3 separate regions of the Zea mays genome follow, and regions 1 and 2 are each linked to region 3. A link is a contact called in public Hi-C data. All regions are on one chromosome and are shown on one strand. Each heading gives the region's core, a stretch centred on a gene start, on an enhancer-like site or on the middle of the called end of the contact. The rest is flanking DNA. Distances are from core to core; before and after follow the strand shown. Region 1 holds the start of LOC103634474 (photosynthetic NDH subunit of lumenal location 1, chloroplastic). Region 2 holds the start of LOC100283990 (RNA binding protein). Region 3 holds the start of LOC100272342.

What was found. Hi-C and Micro-C count contacts between places; a contact is called where the count stands out from the background.
Region 1: a contact with region 3 is called in a Hi-C map of leaf, with 2.0 times the contacts expected there. The contact joins the promoter of LOC103634474 here to the promoter of LOC100272342 in region 3. A contact is called at or near these places in 4 of 25 Hi-C or Micro-C datasets (ear, leaf and root tip).
Region 2: a contact with region 3 is called in a Hi-C map of leaf, with 4 times the contacts expected there. The contact joins the promoter of LOC100283990 here to the promoter of LOC100272342 in region 3. A contact is called at or near these places in 5 of 25 Hi-C or Micro-C datasets (ear, endosperm, leaf and 1 more).

Annotation. Positions count from the first base shown.
Region 1 is chr1:42,028,411-42,032,128 of Zm-B73-REFERENCE-NAM-5.0, forward strand. LOC103634474 (photosynthetic NDH subunit of lumenal location 1, chloroplastic) reads left to right here and starts at 2,468. Exons shown (of 8, transcript XM_020546054.3): 1 at 2,468-2,710; 2 at 2,814-2,910; 3 at 3,007-3,093; 4 at 3,217-3,290; 5 at 3,379-3,501; 6 at 3,695-3,718. The coding sequence starts at 2,669. It overlaps LOC103634473 (125 kDa kinesin-related protein), which reads left to right. Exons shown (of 23, transcript NM_001346726.1): 23 at 1-335. The coding sequence ends at 87.
Region 2 is chr1:41,703,631-41,707,207 of Zm-B73-REFERENCE-NAM-5.0, forward strand. It overlaps LOC100283990 (RNA binding protein), which reads right to left and starts at 1,900. Exons shown (of 3, transcript NM_001156888.2): 1 at 1,649-1,900; 2 at 1,142-1,210; 3 at 624-1,044. The coding sequence starts at 1,844. The coding sequence ends at 809.
Region 3 is chr1:41,858,252-41,862,105 of Zm-B73-REFERENCE-NAM-5.0, forward strand. It overlaps LOC100272342, which reads right to left and starts at 1,502. Exons shown (of 9, transcript NM_001146825.1): 1 at 1,087-1,502; 2 at 929-983; 3 at 672-787; 4 at 494-582; 5 at 230-397; 6 at 19-96. The coding sequence starts at 1,132.

The sequences.
Region 1 (3,718 bases), core at 1,218-3,717, 170 kb after region 3:
AAGTTGAATGAAATGGATAAGGGGAAGCAATACTCGGATCAAAGGACACGTACTCCAAGAAGTCCTTTGACGCCTGTCAACCAGTAACCTGAGTGGAGAATGCGCCAAATTCTGGGATGCTCAAATGTTGTAAAGATGGCAAGATATCTTGCCGATATGTTACCACCTTAATTTAGCGTGCTCGTCAGACGTTAGGATGCTGCATGCAAAGATTCTGATTAGGGTTAGATAAGAAATCCAGCAATATTGGATTTCAATTTGTATCATGTAAAATCAACATAATATTCTCACTTATGCCTTCCATTTCTGATCAGTCATTTGAGTAAAGTAGCATGCAATGTCGAATTTGTTTCTCGTCCCTGAATGTGTACATGGTAAGTTCAAAACCATAATAAGTGCTATTAAAAGCTTGCTAACATGGTATGTATCTCGCGAATCCACCTGTTACTTCTGTAACGTGCTTTCCATTTTTTTCCTAACGCAAAATGTTGCAGTACTGAGCCCTTCCGTTTGTTCGTGCTATCTGGGCAGGAGATCACATGAGGAAAGCACAGCACAGAGAATAGAGTGATACGCAGAACGGCTCATAAATCATTTTGGGAAAGAGAAAGGTGAGAGGTAAGGATATGTGATGCAGAACAACACAGAGGAGCAGGGCCTTCTGAGGGAAGATCACGTTTCATCGACCAGCGATGCAGAGGTATGTTCCTCCCTTCCCTTCCCTTGTTCCAGCATTTTCCCTACTTTTCTCTTGAAGAAAAAAGAAACTGTCTTCTGTGCACTCTGTTCTTCACAATCTTGTTATGAACTCGCTAGAGATGCAACCTAGTGACCTACTATATATAATAATATTGTACATTGCTTGGCAATTGGCATCAGTATTTCGGGTATAATATTGTATCTTTTGTAGTGATTTACGTATAATTTATCTAGCTAGATCAATGGATGGATCTTGGAAGACTGCGAGCTTTTTCAGTGGTATATGTTTACCATGTTGTCGAGATTTCGTACGCATTTTGGGTTCTAAGGAGCGTATGAATTTGACAACGTTTGCATTGCAATTCCATTAGCGCAGAGTTCGTACTACTAAATCAAATAGCTTTGCCCTTGCTCGTTCTGCTGGCAGGAGCGCAGAGTTCTGGAGGAGCAACTTGGCTGGGCCAGACTGGAGCGGCAAAAGATCCTCGCTTTGTCTGCGGAGGCTGACGATGCAATCTGGCATCTGGCCACGCTCGCACGGAGGAGGATGCAAGAAAGGGACGAGGCCAGGAACCAGGCGAGGATGCTGCTCGCGGACCTCCAGGCAAGGAACGCCCGGATGAAGGCGGCGGTTCCCGGAGCATCGTGCTCCAGAGTCGCGCGGCCTGACGCGTTCGCCGCCACCGGCTACGAGCACATCCAGGCCCAGGCCCAGGCCCAGGCCCAGGCACTCGCTCCTGCCGCGTTCGGGCCGCGGGGGCAGCGTGCCCGTGCGGGAACTGGCTACTACTGCGTTGCGTCGTCCAGCGGCTTCGGCCACAGGAGCATCGACTCGTCTCTGGACACCTGCGCCGTTCAGCCGTCGCTGCTTGGCTTCGCTTCCTCGAGCTCGAGCCAGGAGCATTTCGACCCTGACATGTTCTTGGTGGACGTCGCAGAATCGCCGCAGGATGTCGTTCCGGTTCCGGCCACCGCAGACTCAAGCCAGGGGAGAAGCTCCGGCTCCGGCTCCGGCACTTATGGTCATAGTTTGGCGAGCAAAAGGCCTTGCAGTGAAAGGAAGTAATAAATCATCAGCTCAAGCTGCAGCACGTCCTGCCACGGGCCATGGCCATGCTGCCTAAATCCTAGGCCGGTGCCATGTTAGTGCTTGCTCGGTAAAACTTATAAGATTATTGATGTGTTGTGGATTTGAATGGCGCCTAGTGTCTTTTACTGTGTTTGGTTTAAGGTCAACATGGGATGAGGCGCCCCTCGATTTTTTAGCATCACGCCGCCACCAAAAACTACTCTGGTGTTTACCTCGTTCGTACGTGACTCTCATTCAAACACTATTGAAACTATTTAATTAACTATCAATTAACTAAGGAAAAATCAACCAATTAGTTAAGAAAGGAAACTAACAAACAACTATCAATTAGTTAAAAAAGGGAACTAATTGATCAACTATCAATTAGCTAAGAAAAAACTAATAAATCAACTAAGGAAAAAAACAAATAAACCTAGCTGCATTATGCAACAGGCTTACTAGCATTGAATAATTGTGGCCGTTGTTGTATATCGCTTATCATGGTGTCATGAAATTATGTAACCTGGAAATTTTGTTTTTTTGGCATAAAAATCACTGTATTCAGAACAGTTCGTCTTGGGTCATCAACGACCTACCCACCAGAAGGGCTGTTTGCCTGTTGAGAGGGACGCCCATTTTTGTCAGCCAGTGCTCTGTCCAAGACAAAGAAGCAAGAGTGCTGAAATGAGAGGATAATGAGCATGCTGACTTGGCTGCCTTGGCTTCCACCCACACACTCGATAGGGGAAAAGCGAGCCCTTCCACGGTTCCACCACCCACTCGATAGTGGAAAAGTGAGCTCGAGCGTGTCCAGCAGCTATGGATAACTGACGATGGGGGTAACAAGCTTCACAGAACTCTCCCTCGAGCTCAGCGCTACCCTGAACAACTGAAGCCGAAATGGCGAGCCTGCAGAACCTGGTCTGCTCCGTATCCAAACAAGTACGTGCTCAAGCCCCTTCCTCACTGTTTTTTTCTGGAATTCATTTACTTTCCCTGCAGTTCTGAGGAGTAATAACAGCTTGAACCCGTTGCTTGTTTCCAGCTGGCTGTGCCAAATTGCGCGGCGACTACCAAACTGAACAGGGCTCCTCCCTCAGCTGTGGCGGCGAGCTCGATCCAAGGATCTTTGGACGACACCAGTAACCCCCCCTTTTGTTGTTGTTGTTGTTTTTTTTCCGTTCATGCATCTAGTGGTCGACAGAATCCTGGTTCATAACATCTCTCCGCTTGTATAGAGGTCACGAAGAGACGGCTAGCTTTGCTTGGTGCTGGAGCGTTAGCCACTGGCCTACTGAGGACAAGCTCTGCTGCGTTCGCTGAAGGTAACGATCATCCCTATATAGATGGCCTGGCATTGTATCTATCAGGATCGGACTAGGACGGTGTCCTCGAGCAGCGTTTTTTTTGCGTTTCTTACCTGTTTGACACTGATCGGAGCTGTTCAGAGGTGCCGAAGAATTACAAGTCGTACGTGGACGCGAAAGACGGGTACTCGTACCTTTATCCAGCTGAATGGAGGGTAGGTTGGCGCCATGCGATCGATTCTTGAACAGTTAAGAACTGTAGGGTGATTTTCATGGTGCCTTCGTTCCCTTGTCCCTGGATAGGATTTCGACTTCTTGGGTCATGATTCTGCGTTCAAAGACCGCAACCTGGCCCTTCAGTGTGTTCGTGTGGGGTTCATTCCTACCGAGAAAACAGACATCCGCGACCTAGGACCGATGGATGAGGTGGGGGTTTTGTTTCCTTCTTTCGACTATGTATTCTTCTTCTTTTTTATGGAAAAACTATGTGTTCTTCACTTTGATTAGGCACAAAAGATAAAACACATACTCTCTCCTCCGTTTAAATTATATACGTTTTAGCTCTGATAATCACTTTTGCTGATGTGATGAATATGTTTTTTTTTCCACATTACACCAGGCCATCTTCAACCTGGTAAACAAC
Region 2 (3,577 bases), core at 650-3,149, 150 kb before region 3:
TATGATAGCAGCCTTCAAAACACACTCAAATGATATGATGCATAAACAGACTCTAAATCCATTATGATCCATTTTTATGCCTGGTCGTTTACTATGGGCACGAAGTTTGCAGTTAGTAACGTTTCTACGTCTATATGCATCAACTGATGTACTGTTTGGAAGCACCCAATTTTTAAAATACTGGTTTATAGAAATTAAAGTGATTTCAAACATATCCGTTTATGACTAAGTTTATAGAAATTAGATTCTCAGTTTCTTAAAAACCAAGAAACTAGCTTCACCTAGCTAAAAAAAAATTGGATTGTCTCGACGTTGTGCCATCACACGCCAACCAATTATCTGAAGTGTCTCATATGTTGTTCTGGTCTGGAATATATCGGCCAAATCTGTGGGGTAGCGTCTCATAAATTGCAAAAGACCGGTAACAGGACGACGGGCAACCATGCGAAGAGAGTTAGAAATAGCATAATCAACTTTGCAGTGCACCGGTCATCATGCGCTATCTCCGAATGAAAAAAAAACAACGAGGCCAAACATAGCAGAGCTGTGTCCCAGCTATCTGCATTGCCCGGCCATGCCATGCCAAAGTGAACTCTCGGTTCGGCTGCCCACCATCCAATAAATGGCGAATCTAACCAAAAATATTATCGGGTAGCAAGGTCAGGTTTGCTACATGATACAAATTTTCTTGAACTTTAACTGTGTTTTTCTAAAGAATTTATAAATTTTATCCGGGTGACTAACACCCCTAGATCCACCCCTGCAATCCAAGTTTTGTGCCGTGAAATATCGCGACAGATCAATGAGCCTAGCCGCACCATCCTACAGTCTTGTTCGTCGTGAAGCCAGCATGCGATGAACCAGTGTCCTGCTGAGGAGCGGGCTTTGGCTGCCTTGGCTTGGCAGGGTCAACGAAGATGACCCATCCATCCAGGAACTTGGCGTTCATCTCCTGCCGCGCTCTCTCGGCCTCTTCTATGGTGGCATATCTCACGAAACCGAAACCCTTTGACCTCCCAGAAACTCTATCCGTCACCACTTTTGCTGCACACAGTAACACAAAAGCACACTACAATTAAGAGTGAGGAACAGGATGAACAGAGGCCTGAACATAACTACTCGAAGAAAGCTTCCCGTGTACCTTCAAGGAGCCTCCCGAAAGGAGCAAATGCACCCTGGAGCTTCTCATCTGTCGTTAACCTTGAAAGGCCTGCGCCCAAGTTAATGTAAATCAGGACCCTCAAAGCAGTTTATTTTTATGGAAAACCTACAGGTGAAAATGAACTGGGAGCTGCTTCTTACTGAGAGAAGTGTTTATTACTGAGCATAGCGGCAAACTACAACCGATGGACATGGAACACGGCCATTTTTATGCACTGGTAAAAAGAAAATCAAGCAAAACGCACAGGTGCAATAGGATTTGACGGCACAAGAGCTGCAGGATGGGATGCAAACTAGGAGTCTGTAACAGGTTTAAATGCTGTGCTTCATCGATAAAGCTTACTGGTTATCCCTAGTTCCCCAAATGGATTGCTCACAAACATAGCATTAAGGTATCCAAGTGCCCGCAGCTTTAAATTCACGCACACACCTGTTTTGTATTAGTGCGACGAGTTTGGTGGGACGGGGCGAAGCGGAGAGACGTTACCACTGACGAAGAGGTTGGGCGTGGTGAGCGGTGGCACGTTGGCGACCTCGGTGGCGTCGCCGAATATGGAGGACGGAGAAGACGAGCCGAAGCCGGCGGAGGAGCAAAAGGTAGCGCGCAGTACGGAGGAGGAGGCTGGAATAGAGCTGCAGAAGAGGCGTCGAAGCAGCGCCGGGGCGGCGGCGGAGGCGGCCATGGCCGTCGCCTGCAGCTAGAACCCTACCCGCCTCTGGTTTCGGGCTTTCGGCTTTTGGGTCGCGGGCGGGCGGAGGTTCGGCTACATACTTTCTCTGGCTTGCCTCTTTAGGACTTTAGGTTGATAAAAAATAAACAATTTTAGTTTTAATTTAATATAAAAAATCACAGTGAAGTATGTGACGATATGTATATGCATATGTGTATCACTACTCACATAAATAATAAATAATAGTAAAATATGTATAACTACAAAGAACGGATTGTACCCTACGGAGGGATCGATGCTGAAGGTATCAGTGACTCCATTCACACGAGACATCTTGTGTGTATGTTTAGTCGTATGCAGTCGATGCAGTCAGATGCACGTAGTGCAGTCCCTCGAACGGTGCCAGCGCTGAGGAAGTTGACCAGTGATGATTGAGCGGACGAAGCGAGCAGTCGCGAGTACGCTCCCCAAAAATATGATCGCCTGCACACCCGTGCAAGTGTCGCTCTGCAGACGACGATTTCGGAGGCATGCTCTTCCACACTCTGTGCTCGCAGAAGGTGGGACGGGAATGACTGTGTGCAATGCGTCTGAGACTGTTCATTGTGCTGTCATCACCAGAAGCAGCCCCACCTCCGTATATATATACACGCGTAGAGGGAGGCCAACAGACAGTAACGGTCGCCATCAGAGCTACCGTTACAGCCAGCCAGAAACTGACGCCATCAGTGACGTCCGTTACTAGCTGACAACCATTACAATCCATCAGTTACTAGCCATAACACAGGAAACAGCCAGTAACGGACGACCGTAATGGACGGTCATCACTCTAGACAAAATGTGCAACCGTTAGAAAGGAATATTCGGACCAAGGTCCGATATACATATACCACACCCACGGCCACGACCATGGCCCGGCCGGCGGCGCGCACGTGTGGCAGTCCTTCATCCTTTTCTCACCTTCTCAATAGATGCACTAATGGTCCACCTATTAAGTTGATTGAATTGTCGCTTGAACTTCCGGTATGGTACTAAAGTACTAGTACACCGTAGCATTAAAGTGAGCCTTTAGCATTGACTATTATTGAATATTAATATGGACCAGGCCCACATTAATTAAACAATCCCCACCAAATTCCAACTCACACTAAAATGATGTCATCATCTCAAACGTTTGATATACTGGTGTTTCGATGGAGATTGTTAAGTTGAACATTTACCTAGAATCTAGACTACACTTGACCACAACTGCACAATGGACTAGACCTTGAATTGACAGTTTTGCGTGGAATAAGTTTCATCTAAACTCTTTACCAGTACTAGATTGTTGAGCGCATCCCCTCTGGTTGGAGCATATAAGTCAAACTCCGTAGCATTTCATGGGTATCTAGAGACCAACCAGATCTCATAAACTGTGACTAGCAGTTAACCCATATAGGTATGTTCCTCTAAATATGTTCTGTAGGACAACATCATTGCTTCACAAAGCCACTTGGAACATATTAAGGTGTAAACACCAACCTACCTTACACTAAGGAAAGATGTGCATCTTTTGCAATCAGAGGGCTCCTCTTGCTGTTAAGAGGGTTTTGATCAAAAAGACAAGTTTAAAACATAATACTTTTTGAAATACACAAGTGGTGGTTGATCCAGTTGCTTTGGCCTTAATTTCTCCCCTTTAGCATTAAGCACCAAAATGGAAAACTAGTAGCCTTAAACCTCATTGCCTCACCAAAAATTGTGAA
Region 3 (3,854 bases), core at 252-2,751:
GCAAGTCCAAGAGCTTACCTTGCCATAAGGGGAGACTAGCTGCTGAAGCGCCGTGATCTTGTCCCCCAGCTTCTGGCTCCTCTTACATGGTGGTGCCTGCACAAAGCAATAACAAAAAAGAAAGAAAAAACATTCAGAATCCAGAACGTCCAGGTGATGTTGATGTCCATGACTAGGCAGGCAGGCAGGTATCAAGTATCAACAAATAAACACAAACCGCCTTGGTTACCTTGATAGACTGACTTGTTGTTGGTTTCGGACTGCACCGCTGGCCGTGGTGCTGTGGACCTTGTGCTGTGGCTGGCGTCTTTGTCTTGAGCCTCTTCGATCCCCTGAGACGGCTTCCCCCGCCACCGGTCGCCGTCTCCCCCGCTGCCGTCCATTTCATCGAGTAGTGCTGACATGACAGAAACAGGCATGCATAAGTTTCAATATATAGAATAGAACCATCAGCATGCATTATACTAGCTATAGAAGGTTTCGAGAAGATTACGGCAGCGGTATCAGCAGCTGGCTGGGTGAAGCTGAGCTGCGAGAACGCGGGCCGGGCCTCGGTGCTGTAGATTGGATTCGCGCCTATTCCTGGCTCACTCATGCACAGTCAGTGTGAGACGACGTCGTTGAACGAACACATCAACACGCACAAACAAAAGATACAGAGAGGAAAGTACCTAGGCAGTTCTCTGAAGAACCGTGAATAGCAAAAAGCGTCTGCGCCTGAAGACCGTGAAGCGGCGGCGGCGGCGACAGGTCCAGAGAATCGAACCGGCCATACTCCGCCGCTAGTCTGCTCACAGCGCAGAAACAAATTCCAGTTACTTGGGAGTGACACACGACGAGAATGTCCAGGAAGAACACCCAAAACTCCCGAACGAAACCAGTGCACTGCAGCGACGACATGGAAGGGAGGTACAAGTATAGAACTCACATCCTGTCCAGGCCCACAGCTCCTGCCGGTGAACTAGAGCTCTCGCACCTGGCTGCTGCGCGCACCGAAGAGAAGCCACGATCGATCGATGAATATGTATTCCAGACGGAAACGCGACGAGGAGCTGAGGATCGTGGGACGGTATTAGGAGAACGTACCGTAGTCGTCGCCGTACTGCAGCAGGAGCGACGAGCAGTTCCACATTGTGCACCGACGTCGATCGGCAGCGCGGGTCCTGCAGGCGGGCGGCGCGGCGGCCGGGAACGCATGCACGATGGTGCAGCTAGCTAGCGGAGACGAGCGGAGAGGAAGGGAGAAGCGAGCCCAGCAGAGCGTCGGCTTAAATACAAAGGGCTGGCTAGCAGAGCAGTACGACGACGTGCGCGCCGCCGTGATGATGATGATTGATGGTTGATGATGAGCTGCGATCAATGCGTGGTCTGCTTGGGCTTTTCGTCTGCTGCCGTTTCCACTCGGACGCCGCTCTGCCAATATTAGTGGATGGATGTGCGGATGGGCAGGCAGAGAAGAGAAGAGAAGAGGAGCACGCCGGGGCAACGGAAAAGGAGGAGCCCGAACCCAGTGGAGTCCTTTGCCGGCTCGGTAGATAGAGAAAGAGAAAGAGAAGGCAGGGGGATTCATTAGTACAGTAGCCCCCCCAATAACCATAAATACCCATGCTCTAATAAATAAATAAAACAGAAACTCTAGCTAGCGCTGATGATCCTGCCGTTTCAGGCTTTTGTTTTCCTCTCCCTGTCCAACTCAGCAAACCCCTTTGACTTCTTACACGATGATGAACGTACTTACTCATCATCAGCCATCACTAATCCCGCGTGCTAACTAACCACGAATGTGATTCGCTGCTGCCACTCCAACTCTCAAACGTACTCCTGGTATCCTATTCGACAGCCGACTGCCGGGCACCTCGTTGTAAAAGATTGGAGTGGCAGATTAGATTGTGGCATAGGCTCTTGTCTCGCTCTGTCGCTTGCTCTCCCGTGCTGACGAGTGTCACGGCGTAGGGTTTGAACCCGGTTGACCAGTGTTGGAGCTCGGACAAAAAGAGTTTTTTTTTTTTTGCCGTCCTCTCGCCAGAGATCGGATCGAGCAGCCAGCCAGGTTAGGAGGCCGGCCAATTGTTTATCGGGACGCGTCGCATCAGCGCTGCTCCTGCTCGATCCACCTCCGTCCGGCCGCGCTTTGTTTCCTCAAACGTCACAGATCTAAAATCTATGGGAGGAAATTTTTGTTTTCCTCAAACGTCACCAACTATATATAGGGAAAAAAATAGTAGAGCTGTCTACTTGGATCACTAACAGATTGGAGAGGGTTAGAGGAGAGCTGGCGTGGGCGCGTGGCAGAGTTCTCCCATGCATACTGATACGGCCAGAGCATAGTATAGATCACTTTAGCTTTGTCGCTTGCTTTATCCAGAGTCAAGCTTGGTAAATTTGGCTTGCCTTTACGGCCAAGGAAGAACCGTATTTGATGTCTAAAGATCGCCCAGGAATGCGTGTTACTTTCTACAAAATGAGTAAGTACTTTATGCAGATTCTGTTGGGACTCGAACCGCCGCGTATTATCCAAAAACCGAGAAGATTGTCAGACGAGGAACTTCCTACCCTCCGAATTCAGAAAGGCAAGGTCAGATCAGATGCACTTCCTCGTCCAGATTTCCGATCCAGAGTTTCCAGTATAAAAATGGCGTGTAGGAAGACCGAAGACATCAGGCTGCTCTCAAGTCGGAGCCGCAAGATTCTTCACGACATATATTGATATCTGCATATAATTAATATAAGCTCACGAAAACAGGGGGGCAGCTTGCAAAATGACCAGAGGAAAGGTAAAAAGGTGCCTGCCATTTGAATACAGGAACCGAATACGCTGCTAAAAATACACTACCAAAAGACTGTCAAAGGATATCTGTTCCATATATGAAACCCCCTGTTTACGTGTATCCAGTATTTAAAAAACTGTTTTATAGACCAAACATATCAATTTATAAAAACTAGATTAACCAAGAAGCGGACTTCTCCTATGGAAAAGATAAAAACTTCTTAAAACTAGGTAAGGACCTCAACACAGCAAACCTTGGTCACGGCCGCGCCTGCCGTCCCTAGCTCTCTGCCATCTGTAATACTACTACTATTCACACCTGCCGCCGACGAGTCTCACAAGTCAGTCAGAAGTTCAGAACCTGTCGCTCCTCGCAGCTGCAGCAGCCTTCTGCACACCAGGAAGCGACTGTTTCATCTCGCAAAGTCATGGCAGTAGCAGCCAAGGGCAGCAGCACGAGATTAAGAATGCAAGGACAACTCTGACCCGGTGCTGTGGCAGCACCAATAGTTTCTCTCTTCAAACCGGCAATGATGCCGCGCTTGCTGCCTGCGAGTGATCGGATAGGAGATGCATGACCCACATTGACCGTGACGACACTATTCTATCAACCCGTTCAGGCTTAAACTAGTGGCTAACTCTAGTTTATGCAGGTAAGGTGTGAGCAGAAAACGGCAAATGAAGCCCATGACATGATCCGAATCATGGATCTTTCGCCCGGAAAGCTTACATTTGGATGCTACTGGTCCACTACAAGAATCCAGAATCATCAATGTGTCAGGTAAATCCATACTCAATTCAACAGGAGCACACTTGGTCACGCTTCGATGCAACAGGTCCCCCCCTCAAGAAAATGACAGGGACTTCATCTTGCCTTTCGCTGGTCAATGACACACTTATATCGGCTTTACATGGAAGCAGACTAACATCTAAAATCTGTACATCTCATAACTCACCTGTTTACAAGGTGACAGGAAAAAAAAACAAACGCTAGCAGGTATATGACATCTTAAAGAGATGCAGATTAGAAGGCAACCTTGGTCAATGGCAATGCTAATCATGCAAACTAGTTCAATTAACCTCACAT